Regions from separate parts of the Mus musculus genome. Here all the other regions are linked to region 2. The links are chromatin contacts, called in public HiChIP or PLAC-seq maps. All regions are on one chromosome and are shown on one strand. Each heading gives the region's core, a stretch centred on a gene start, on an enhancer-like site or on the middle of the called end of the contact. The rest is flanking DNA. Distances are from core to core; before and after follow the strand shown.

What was found. HiChIP or PLAC-seq counts read pairs in DNA pulled down with a chosen protein or histone mark.
Region 1: an HNF4G HiChIP or PLAC-seq map of pancreatic cancer cells shows a contact between it and region 2. The contact joins two enhancer-like sites. A contact is called at or near these places in 2 of 15 datasets of contacts at CTCF or cohesin (the NIH/3T3 cell line and pro-B cells), 4 of 484 Hi-C or Micro-C datasets (cerebral cortex, cortical neurons and uterus) and 2 of 115 datasets of contacts at active chromatin or transcription factors (fibro-adipogenic progenitors and pancreatic cancer cells).
Region 3: a contact with region 2 is called in a CTCF HiChIP or PLAC-seq map of the NIH/3T3 cell line, with 6 read pairs. The contact joins two enhancer-like sites. A contact is called at or near these places in 1 of 15 datasets of contacts at CTCF or cohesin (the NIH/3T3 cell line) and 1 of 115 datasets of contacts at active chromatin or transcription factors (pancreatic cancer cells).

The regions. Positions count from the first base shown.
Region 1 is chr10:98,212,062-98,216,343 of GRCm38.p6, forward strand. No RefSeq gene overlaps it. Among named protein-coding and RNA genes, the nearest start is that of Gm8633, 140 kb to the right of the region's middle. Within about 2 kb of position 1,325, at least 16 of the 459 cell types and tissues checked have an H3K27ac peak or open chromatin away from gene starts, as enhancers often do. A contact at or near this core is called in the NIH/3T3 cell line and pancreatic cancer cells, where this site is marked.
Region 2 is chr10:99,079,023-99,083,462 of GRCm38.p6, forward strand. No RefSeq gene overlaps it. Among named protein-coding and RNA genes, the nearest start is that of Poc1b, 26 kb to the right of the region's middle. Within about 2 kb of position 2,684, at least 52 of the 459 cell types and tissues checked have an H3K27ac peak or open chromatin away from gene starts, as enhancers often do. A contact at or near this core is called in the NIH/3T3 cell line and pancreatic cancer cells, where this site is marked.
Region 3 is chr10:98,332,343-98,336,769 of GRCm38.p6, forward strand. All of the region lies in intron 4 of Gm8633 (predicted gene 8633), which reads right to left. Among named protein-coding and RNA genes, the nearest start is that of Gm8633, 17 kb to the right of the region's middle. Within about 2 kb of position 1,294, at least 82 of the 459 cell types and tissues checked have an H3K27ac peak or open chromatin away from gene starts, as enhancers often do. A contact at or near this core is called in the NIH/3T3 cell line and pancreatic cancer cells, where this site is marked.

The DNA of each region.
Region 1 (4,282 bases), core at 75-2,574, 870 kb before region 2:
ACAGAGATTGATGTGAGGGATGGTTTTTAATAACTCCTCACCTTACATATTAAGACATAGTCTCTCCCTTGATCTCAGAGCTTGCTGATTCAGCTAGTCTAGCTAACCCTCTTAATTCAGGGATCTTCTGTCTCCACCTTCCAAGCACTGGAATGAAAGGTGGCTGCGAGAACTTCTCAGCACTTACACGGGAGCTGGAAATCAACTCTCCTATTCTCATGCTTATACAGCAAGTTTGCTTTGTTTGTTTATTTGTTTTGTTCGTTTGTTTGTTTGTTTTTACCACTGGGACCTCTCACTAGCCCTACAAATTCTTATTCATAACTAGGTGATAGATACCTTTGCTATACATTACATTTAGACCGTATTAATAAAGTATTTCCAGATCGTTTTGTCGCATTGTTTTCACTGTCAAGAACAACTCAAATTTATAACTCACAGCTCTTGACTAGAGGTCCCTTTACACTGAAAGCTGATGCTAAATTGTCCAGAATCTGCTCATGAAAACAAAAACCTAAACATTGCTACTTACCTGGATAGATTATTGTCGAAACTAGCATTTTATCCTCCATTTTTTTTGGTTAGAATCTATCTGGCTTGCCTGTCTGTGGCATTCACTGCTTGATGAGTTATTTTGGTTTTCATTATTTTTTTTTCAAATCATCTTTTTAATATACCATATCATTTGCTAATTTTAAGCATGCCATTCAGTTATAGTAACTTTATTGTCATACAGCCATCACCACCATCTAATTGTAAAACAGTTTGATGTCTCTGCAAGGAAACCTTATGCCATTTTCAGTCACTCTCCGTTTCCAACTTCAGCACCAGAATATTACTCTGCTTCTGTCTCCAGGGACTGGCGTTTTCTACAGAATTCTCACAAACCGATCATGCAGTCTGTGATGATTTTCATCTGACTCTTGAGAAAGCCTTTAACTAGCAACTTTAAAATGACAGTAAAAAAGCATTACTCGAGAGTGACTCATTCTTCCTCGCAATTTTTAGTTCCACCCATTTGATTAATAAACACAAAGTGCCAAGCAAAGATAAAAGCATGCTATTAGCCAAAGAATTTTATTTAGGACTCCAAAATAGATCCAGTTCTTTTCTGTTTTACTTTTCAGTGTAGCAGCATGGATTCGTTCTCCACACCCACGCCTCACCACCAGAAATGGATGTTGACTCTTTGGAGCTCCAAAGATAAAGAATGAAATCCTGTTTCTTCCCTACATTTCACTTTCCCAAAAGACTATAGTCAACAAAGATATATGATCGTTTAGCTTCACTGAAATGGAATTTAGGCCCCACACACAGTAATCTGGACCATGGAGCTTAGCCCAGCATATGACAATGGTCTCACAATTCAGAACTGAGCCTAACCAGGCCACAGAGTCAATACAAGACAAGACCAAGATAAGATAAAGAAATAAAGAAAGCACTGAAGAAAAAAAACTTTAATTTCAGCCACATGTTTATAATAGTGTGGTTTTTAACCACATCTGTGAAATGCAATTTATGACACTGTGTCTCCCACATTCATGGCAGGAAGTCATGATGAATGTATACATGTCTGTGTTTCCAACAGTAACACAGGATCTTCATGTATGGTAGACAACTGTATGGTGGTATTTCCAATAGTCAGGAAAAATAGTAGAGGTGTCTGTTTAGTTTGCATCTCACACATGCAGTATAGTGTTCATAGCCTCACCTTCGAATCTTGCATTGCTAGCCACTAAGATGAACTGATCTATTATGAATATAACAAGGAAAATTAACTAAAAGCAAAATTTGAATGCCTTAAATTCTTCTGTGTCCCATATTCTCCATCATCACTAGCCTTGCAAGTTGCTACAGGTTTTAGATCATGTACACATCTATGGGTACAGGGATTCCTTCAAAAGTACACTGAGGGATGGCAATCTAAGTAAACACTTGTAGCAGTCATCAGAACATTGCCTTCCTAAATTGAGGAAAACAATGATTCATCATATACAGACACTAGGTAAGAAATATAAAGGAAAAGAAGATTCAGCTGTAGGAGTCTGTGCCATAAAAAGGTTACCAAGGGCAAAACTGCATGCAGGGGAAGGTAAGTACAAGGGGAGAGGTTCACTTTTCAAAACAAGCCCAAAATAGGTATTCATTTTAATCTATTCGGGGAGGCTGGACTTTTGGAAAACAATTTCCTCTCACTATTGTTTGTTTTTATTGTTTTGTATTTTTTGTCATTCTCAAATCTCATCTCTGCATATACCACTATACAATTTGCTTTACATACTATGGTGTAAACAGGATACAGGAAGAGTAACAGAAATAAACTAAATATATGGACATGTGCATTTGTTCTACAGGACCGTTAAAGCTCCAGGAGTGAGTGTAGAGAGTTTTTAGGGAAATGAATTTGCTTTTCTATATCAACCTGCTCAAAAGATCTGTAATCATAGCACAGAAGTCTCTGTGCTTTTTAGCCTCAGACCAGATCTCATTCATTGCAAATTCCTGCACAAAGTTTTCTTCAAACTTGAGGAGAGTCTTCTTGCTAGCATGCCCTGTATTTATCTCTGATGTTTCATGTTAAACACTGTGTCCTTTGAGTTTAGCTCTCCAGCTTTTAAAATCTACACAGACATATTAAACCCAGGACCAGCTCAACAGCACCAGGCAGAATATCTAAACAAAGTCTCTCCATTTCCCCATGGGACACTTAATTCTATATTCAAGTCTAGATGTCAACTCATTGAATGCACCATCATATACTACAATGAAAATCATTAACCATTCGTTCATTTTTCTACAACAGTTTCTGATCAGTTGAAAAATGCAAATATACAACAGTATATACATGACTATTACTGAGAAAAGTGCAAAAGAGTTATATATATATATATATATATATATATATATATACACATATATATATAAACACACAAGTATGTATGTATATACATATATATAAACATTAATTAATTAATTAATTAATTAGGTGTGTATGTGTGTTTTTTCTCAAGACAGTTTCTTTTTGTAGCCTTGGCTGTCAAAGAACTGGTTCTGTAGACTAGGATGACCTCAAACTCACAGAGATTGATCTTCCTCTCCTCCCGAATGCTGGGGTTAAAAGCCTGTGCCCTCACAGGTCAGCTGGTGAAGACAATATTGAGCATCAGATGAGATATATTTTCAAAAGGAATAAGAACTAAGTCTTCATCCAATAGACCCAAGTCCAGTTACTCATTGCTTCATGGAAAGTGGAAACGCCATAAACTTTCATTTAGCTAGGGAGAAAATCAACAATACAAAAAAATACATAAAATAATTTTAGGAAGATCTTTATAGGAGCCATAATCTGAAATAGATATATTTGGATAAATCCTCTACCCTAGGGAGAACAACTAGAGTAGAGAAAGGGTCTCATATAGGCCCCCAAATTTTCTAAATTGCCTGAAAATATTAGGGGATTCTTATTTTTTGTCATGATCCAAAGTGAACACATGAAGAGGAGAAGGGTTATTTCCCAGAGTCTAAATATATCCTATGGGATACCATTGTGTCTCATTTTGACTTATGAGAAAATGAATGGAATGAGAAGTTTTCGAAGAATGCACTAGAAATTGCATGTTTAACTTTTTTTATGTTGTTCAATATCTATTCCTAGCTATTGTCCTAGTAGGCAGGGAACAAATAGATAACCCCTTTAAACACCTTTTTTCCCCTCAAAAATAGAATAATAGTAACTATTCCATAGGTAGCCTTATCATGTACACGCTTAGCAAAATACTTAACGTGCAGATATAATAATTATTATCATGTGCAGTACCTATAATAGAATGTAATAATATGAATAATTATTGATATTATTTTTGATTATTGATAGTCCTTTATTATGAATACTTATTAATCACAGATTATGACTATATTTCCTATCTACAAAACTATGCCCCCCCCCGTTTATAATTAGTTTTACTGGACATCCTTCCTAGATGACTGGTCACCCTTGACCTCATCTGCTCTTAGCCCACACTATTGCAGAGAATACTTGCATCTCCAAATGTTCACAAAAATCTCTCTTCTGAACTTCCCTAGAAATAGATTTGTCGCTCTTTCCATTTCTTGGAAATTTTCTATATTTCTACTACACTATGGTGCCAAGCAGAGTTTTTATAACCATGATCCTTTTGTCAGGAAAAATATCTTCCAGATTAACACCCTTAAGGAAAGGACTCCCAGTTGGGAGAGTCATGGTTTCCATAATTCTTCTGCATGGTATGATCAAAAATATCTT
Region 2 (4,440 bases), core at 1,434-3,933:
CTGCACACCACCATGCTTCCTACCATGATGATAATAGACTAAACCTCTGAACTGTAAACCAGCCCCAATTAAATGCTTTCCTTTATAAGAGTTGCCATGGTGTCTCTTCGCAGCAATAGAACTTGCACTGTGATATCTAATAGACAATCTTTCAACAAATATCATTGGCTCAATCTTAAATTTCCTCAGTCTATTCTTGGCACATTCCCTCGCACCATTCAGGTCTAAGTCACCACTTTTTTAATACAGATTATTAAAACAGCGTCCTTGGGGTTGGAGAGATGGCTCATTAGTTAAGAGTATTTGCTGCTTTTGCAAAGGAAGTGGATGAAATTCTCAGCGCCCACAAGACGGATCATAACCATCTGTAACTCCAGTGCTAAGGTATCTGATGCCCTTTTCTGGCCACCATGGGCACATACATACATGCAGGCAAAGTATTCATAAACATAAAATCAAAATTTTAAATCTTGAAAAATAATAAAAATCAGCCTCTTGTCCAGACTGTCTTGCTCCTCTGGGGGTCTGTTTAAAAATTTTCCCTCCTTGGATCATGTATCCTTCAATGGACACAAGCATCCTTCAATGGATAAGTGCATCCTTCAATGGATAGTACATCCTACAATGGATAAGTGCATCCTTCAGTGGATATGTGTATCCTTCAATGGATAGTGTATCCTACAATGGATATGTGTATCCTTCAATGGATATGTGTATCCTTCAATGGATAAGTGCATCCTTCAATGGATAGTGCATCCTACAATGGATAGTGTATCCTTCAATGGATATGTGTATCCTTCAATGGATATGTGTATCCTTCAATGGATATGTATATCCTTCAATGGATAAGTGCATTCTTCAATGGATAGTGCATCCTTCAATGGCTAGTGTATACTTCAATGGTTACATCATTTCATACCACTCCTTTTCTCAGATTCCTGCCTTGATGACTTTATTAGCAGCTTTTCTCATTACTTTTTGTCAATACCTGACACAAATCCACTTACAGGAAGGAGGACTTATTCTGGTTTGCAGTTTAAGAAGAAATTCATTCCATCACAGCATGGCAGGGATGGCAGCAGAAACGGGAGGCAGCTGATCACATCGAGTCAGGAAGCAGAGAGAAGGCAGGAAGTGATACCGTACTATACAACCTCAGTGTCCCACACTAGTGACCCACTTCCTGCAGCAAAGCTCCACCCCCTAAAGGATCCATCGCCTTCTGAAATAGTACCATCAGCTGGAGATCAAGTGTTCAGACACATGAGCTGAAAATAAAAAACTGAATTGTTACAACAGCCTACAATTGTCTTCTCCTTTATTGGGCATCTGACATCATATCGATTCCACGCCCCTTGCTGACTTACCCTAACCATACTAACCCATTTGCCTGAACCTTGGTCCCCTGCCTCCACATTTGTTCTTCTCCGGCCATGCCACGGTTCATTTCCTCTCTATCAGAGCTTTGCCTAAGGACCACTTTCTAGGTGACTGCTGCCAGACATCTTAAAACTACAACCGTCTCCCCAGAGCCCCCTGTATCTCTTTTACCTGCTTTATTTTCCTGACTAGCTATTATTCCCTTCTAATGTACTTTGTAATGTGCTTGTTGGTTGCTGTTAATTGACAGTCTCCTTTCACAAGGAATCAGCTCCACATGACGAGGGGTTCTGTCTCTTATTGCTCACTCATGGAATCTCAACTGTCTAGATGGTTGTCTAACATATCGTAGGTGTTTAGTGAATACATTTTTGGTTTTTTAAAGATCCATTTATTTATCTGTGTGTGTGTTTGTGTGTGTCTGTGTGCTCCTGCATGCCTGAAGAGCGCATCAGATCCCAGGACAGTTAGCTATGAGCCACCATGTGAGTGCTGGGAATTGAACTCAGGACCTTTGGAAGAGCAGACAGTGCTGTTAATGACCAAGTCATCTCCTCTAGCCATGTGAATAATTGGTTAGTGAATGGATTATTGCTTTTATATCTCACTCTCCCTGCTGTATAGGTAGGTGGTATTTAAGGCAAGTCCTTGTGTTCTAAGCAGTCAGCAAATAGCTCTGGTAGACTGGGTGATTCAGCTGCAAGAATGCAGTACCTTGTGCAGTATGCCATGAAATTTTCTCATCTAGTTTCTGTTTTATGGAAATATTTAAAGAAAGGTCATCATATACAGAGAATACATTTCATTGGGTCATATGGAATACTTATATACAAAATCATACATATCGTAAGCATAAAACTTGTAATTTCACAAAATAAAGCCACTCCTATGACTTCTCAGGGAGAAAACGTGTGAGCGATCATGAGCACGCGAGCACACACACAAATATTAAAGACTTCTTAGGAAAAATCAGTTAGACACAGATCTTAGATATGTCTACTTCTCGACTTCTGGTTTATTTAATAAAGACTGTAAGATATTTATCTTAAATGTGTCAAGATATGCTAAGATAATCTCTCATTGCCTTGTTAGCATCTTTTTTTAAAAAGTTGAAGCTTTTGTGTTCATGAGGATTTTTCTCACAGTGAAAAGGAGGCTCGCTAAGAAATCATTTCACTTTAACTTAAGGGTAAGGAACTGCATGCTCGCTAAGGAATCATTTCACACTAACTTAAGGGTAAGGAACTGCGCATGTGTGGGCGAGCTGTTGCTCCGCCTCTCCTCACCTCTCCCGCTCTATTTTCGGCACTTCTTTGCATAAGCAGATGACTCAGGCTTCTTGCCGCTTCCCAACTTTCCCTCCAATTATGACTCTGATGTCATGGGGAATTTCCCATGACCACTTAATGAGGAAGAAGGGGGCACTGCCGGATTTCAGAAGCTATCTTTCTGGGTTGGTCCTGAAAGTCAGAAGGAACCCTTATCATGAACAAGGGTTATGGTTAGTCACATAGGAGATAATTTGTGGTTTCCTGAGATAGGGACATTTACAGAGCGTGGCTAGTGAGTTGGTCGGTTTATCCAAGGCTTGGAAGATTGCTATCAAGATCATCTAAAAGCAAGGGGATAACCTTCTAAAAGGCTGTTTGAAGCTCCTACTGGTCTCCCAGAGGACATGTATACAGAAGGCTAAAGAAGGTGGCAGCTATGATGGTCTCTTGACTTGCTGTCAGTGAGTCTCTCTCCCAGCTTCCATATTCTGAACGGTTGTAGACTCAAGACTCTGACTCTCTCTCTCTCTCTCTCTCTCTCTCTCTCTCTCTCTCTCTCTCTCTCTCTTAAATTTTATTTATTTAATGTATGAGTGTTCTGCTGCATATATATCTACAGGCCAGAAGAGGTCATCAGATTCCCTTATAGGTGGTTGTGAGCCACCAAGTGGTTTCTGGGAATTGAACTCAGGACCTCTGGAAGAGCAGCCAATGCTCTTAACCACTGAGCCATCTCTTTAGCCCTAGACTCAAGACTCTTAGGCTGAAACTTAATCACCAGCATGGCGGCATTAGAGGTGGAACTCTCGGAATATGATTAGTTCAGGGAGGCATTGCCCTCACAGAATTAGTGGTATGACAACAGAGAGCCTCCCAACACTCAAGGTGACCAGCTGTATTATCTGTGAGCCAGGGAATATAGAATCTCATTAAGCTCAGAATCTCTTGCCTTCTTGAACTGTGAAAAGTATGTTTCTGCACCCATAAGCCATGTAGCTTGTGGCATTTTGTTACAGCAGTCTGAAGCTCCTGCTTCCTGACCTGCTTGAGTTCCAGTCTTGACTTCCTTTGGTGATCAACAGCAATGTGGGAAGTGTAAGCTGAATAAACCCTTTCCTCCCCAACTTGCTTCTTGGTCATGATGTTTTGTGCAGAAATAGAAACCCTGATGAAGACAGCCTGTCTTCTGAAGTGGTCAGATCAACAGCCAATATAGACTCTGGAAACCCAGACATGAGTATGGATGGGAGCAATTCCTCTCACCATTACCCTTAATATTTCACTTGGAGAGCGTTGTTTCCTTCTTGGAACACTCACCTTGTGGTCTGAAGTCCTTGTATAATGTGGAGAGTCTCCACCAGCAAACACGAGGCTGTTCATCCCCTTGATCAAGGGCAAACGATGGTGTGTCTGAGTATGCCAATGTGTTTGCCTTTTCTTAAGGAGAAATGGGAAGTGTTGCTACAAAATAAGAGCAGCACTATTTAAACTCATTATACTGGGAGCCCAATACACACAGTGAACAGGCAACTGCAGAACCAATGGAGATTCCTGGGGATGGAGGGCCAGGGTCAGGAATCCATGACTATTGGATTAGACCTGCCCAGATGTGGGCCTTTGGTGGGTTATTTTATTTTCGCTGTTTCCTTCCCTCTCTTGCTGCCTTATGCCCTGCTAACGACTGATAGTGCAGTTCAGGTTCCAAAAACGAATCTGATTGGCCTCCATCCCCATCAGGGTTGGGAGATGATGAAGCCATTTGCCTTGTATTTAGGACCTGTGTTTCTGG
Region 3 (4,427 bases), core at 44-2,543, 750 kb before region 2:
ATAATAACAAATCAAATAAATACATGTGCATATGTATGCATACACATCTATATGAGACTGTGATGTGTTTATGAATGTGCCATTGAAATTTAAAAAAAAAAAACAACCTGAGCCAATTAGGTTAGATAAGTTTGTTCTAACACGCCTCTAAATGCACCTTGTTTTAGTCAATACATTTAGCTATCTAAATCTTTAGAAAAGGACTACCTGTCCTAACATGTGTGTCTAACGTACCCCCAATGTTTTGCTCAAAGACTGACATTGCTCCCTCCTAAGCCATCTTGATACTTTGCCAACACATTTAAGGCAGCCACTTTCCACTTCCTAAAAGCTAGCACACATAGACTGTTAAAGTACCCAGAGCAACATGACCAGTGTCGAGAGAGCCGTGTGAGCTGTTAAAAGGTTTGCACTTCACTCCAGTCATGCAGGACCTGAGTCCAGAAACAGATTGCAGCTTATGGCTACGAGTCATGGGTAAGCTGGTGAGTCAGGCTGTGACCAGGATCGAAAGGCTTTATCCTTACATATGTTTCAAGCTGCAATGAATAATAAGCCTGCAGCATTGCCCTTTAGCTCCATTTCCCAACTCAGATGTGAATGATCTAATGTCTTTTCTGGCATAGCTCAGAGGTCTGTTGGTAACAAGTCTGCATTGCTGAATGTGTGCAATTTAAGCTATCAGTTGCTTTTGTCTTGGTTAGGCTTTGCCCATCTGATCTGCTTAGGATTAAGAGCTAGCAGAGTCAAAAGAGGTTGTTCAAACGATTAGAAATGTAAAATCTTATACGTGAAAAGTATCTGCCCATAAAGCAGAGATAAATGGTTTGATAGTCTCTCAGACATTCTTTGAATGCATTTCCTAAATGTGTTACTATAGAATGTACTTTGCAAGATCCTAAAACAAATGGACATTATAGATTCTGTCAGACTTTGAACATTTCTCAAGACAGTATCTTCATAGTCTTAATTTACTGATGTAGTAATTCAGTTACTTTAAAAAAATAATAAGAGCTATTGTCATCTTATACCAGGTATGCTGCAATTAGGATGTCACCAACAACTTTGCAGAATCCCATGTGACATATTCCCACCTAGATTCCAGAAAGTAGAGAGTGTCCTTGGGTTGGGGGTGGGTGTGAAAATCACAGGATTTTCTTAATGTTTTCATTCAGTAACCAAAACCATCTAGTGACTCATGTTATTGAAAAACACTCTGCTAAAGATGGCTCATTGCATTACTATTCAGCAAAGTCCACAGAGGCCAAGAAAGGCTGTCCTTAAATATCCGGGCAACTTTCCACAGAGGGTGAGAAACCCCACCCATCCCATAGATTTGTTCAGCCAGGTCCTGGGATGTCACTGGATAGTTGAAAGGATTTCACACGGAGGCCAGGGCATCCACAAGCCTTTGAAGAGGGCCCAGCTGTACCTGCTGCCCGGAAAGCTCACATAAGTGAGGGCTTCCGGTGGCTTGACATTCTCTCCTCAGGATTAGTGGAGACTCAGCTTTGAGCCATGGCTGGGCCTTCCTCGGTCCTAAGGGCAGAATGGAGCAGGGACAACTGAATGTTTGCTAACATAACTGCCATCTGCCACTGTTAAGTCTTATGGTGACAGAGTGCACGTTAATGCCAGATAGACTGAGAACATTCACCATCTGCTCATTGCCCTGAAATAAAATGAACTGGGTCATCTGGATTTGGAAGCCTCACTGGAATTACCGACATCTATTCCCAAAGTTAAGGATAGAAATTTTCCCCCAACTTTACATTGTCCAAGTCACTCAGAGAATTATTTTCTTATAGTAGGAAAATATAATTAGATAATAATTTATATATTAACAACAAAGGGTTTTCTGACACTTGAATTATTATATCGGTAAGCAGCGTTGTTATACATCAATATCCATCTAAATCCTTCTACAGGAAAGAGCAATACTAAATTAGAGATGATGATAACGCTTAACAGATAAAGAAACTTGCCCCTGGGATTCAAAGCCTGACCTGCTGAGTTTGACCCTGGAACCCACAGGAATGGAGGAAGCATGGCAGAACCGTCCTCACACGCCTGCACATGCTCCATGGCAAGCACCTCACATAACTAACACAATATACCTATACTTGTAATCTACATCTATGTCTACACCTATACCTATAATGCATATCTATATCTACATCTATATATCTTAATGACATATGTTCAAGTAGAGAATAAAAAATACATGAACCTTGTTGTTAAGCTAATTAAAGGCTTAGTTCTTTATTTCTAAGTACAGAGCAGAAGTAAATTAATAAAGAATTTCAGCCATCACACTGCAGTTTTAGGATTTAACTGAACCAAAATAGTGAGGAAATATTTTCTTTCCCTCAAGAGAGTGAAATAAAAAGGTAATTCTACTTCTACACTGTGAAATCAGCTCCTGGTTTTGTGTTTTGTTTTGTTTTGTTTTGTTTTTAAACTTATATCTCTCACCTACCAATCAACACTTCTCCTCTGTTCTGATATCTGCCAGTCTAGTAACAGACAAGTTCACTAGCTAGGTATTTAGGTTGGATCTCAGCTGAATAAAGGACATATGAGAGAAGGAACAGGAATAGAATAAATGATAATTTCAATTCATTATATTAGCCATTGACCGGAATTGTTGATCTTTCAAAGAGTATACCATAGCTGACTCTTTCCAAGAGTTTGCTTAAATTATATTAACTTGAAAAGAGAATTAACTACTTTTAATAACTGCTGAGCATCAGTCACAATCATATAGCTCATTTGGACCACCTTTCATGGAGAGGCTTCGAATATAACTAGTGGGGCTATCTTGAACTCCCATGAGATTTGGATTTTAAAATTACCATCCATGAGCTGGATTATCAATAAATTTTTTCCTAGCAATGTCTGTTTAGTGAACAACCCTGGGTTCTGATCTGCTCAGGCACTGAAGGCAAAGCAAGGAATACAATTGTATACAATATCTATTATTATGAAACTTTTAGGGACAGTAGAAATTTAGGCAGTAGAAATTTCTTCAGTTGCTGTTCCTTAAGTTTCTATCAATTTGAGCAGAATGTATTTCCAATTGCTATGAATGTAATAAGCCACTACTGTATGCTATACATTAAGTTATCATTTTGAGAAAAGACAAATAGGTTTAATCTTTCTTATTACTATTGTGTTTCTTTACATGAGACATAAAGATTACACATAAAAGCAAAGCAAAATCATAAACCACATAAAGTATTTCAGAGTAACTACCTTAACTACAATTTAAAGCAGACTTCTAGTTTTCTCTCACACAGTGTCTCATACTCTTCCTACAGCTTTGATCACCTATATAATGCTATTTCTAAGATTCACTTAATATATGTATTTTTATTCTCTAGCTGGTCCTAAAAGCTTCATAATAATAGATATTGTATATGATTGTATTCATTGCATTGTCTTCAGTGCCTGAGTAGATCAGAAACCCAGGATGTTCACTAAACATGCAGAGAGCTTCAAAAAGTATGCCATACTCATAGTCTAGTGAAATATAATTCAAAATAAAGCATAATTTAATTATTTTTCTTACTAACTTTTTATTTATTCCATGGTTTGTGAATATGTGTTAAATCCATATTATCTTATGGATGGATGTTGTTAAAATACGTATAATTTCTGACTGCATTTCTCTCTTGCTGTAGAGGGACAGTATTTAGTTATTAAGTTGTTAAATTATATATCATCATGACTGGGTAGATATCTCTGTTGGTAATGCATTTTCTGCACAAATGTAAGGACAGAGTTTGGAACCACAGAACCCATTTAAAACCTAAACAGGTAGTGAGGACCACTGAGCACAGGGTCTGGGAAAAGGAGTGTCTAAGCAGATAGCTAGCTAGATTAGCAGAGTGGGAAATCTCCCATTTCAACATGAGGATCCACCTAAATACAAAATATGGAATAATGAGGGACACACACACATCGTCAACTTTATACCTCCACATTCATGCTCACACGTATATGCCCACACACATAGAAACAGGCATATATGCATGCATACATAATACATGTATATACAAAATATCATAATATGTAAACACAACATTGCAACATGGGATAGTGTTAAAGAATAAAAGTGGCAATGGAGATTTCACCTACCCTTAGGAGCAAGGGAACAGAAACATCTAAGGAAATTATGATTTTTAGATAACAGAGAACATCAAGGCCAACTGACAGAAAGAAAATTGGTTTTCTGGATCATTCATAAGAAGTAAAGGCTACAGTGAATACTAAGCTGGCCTGTCCTCCCAAAAATGTTTGAAGTTAACATGAAAACTATATAAAAATACTATGTTCCTTGAGGTATTTTGTTTTCAACTTTATACATGTTATATTTCTACATTTTTAATCAAACCTTTATTCTGGATGTGTTGAACACTCTCTCT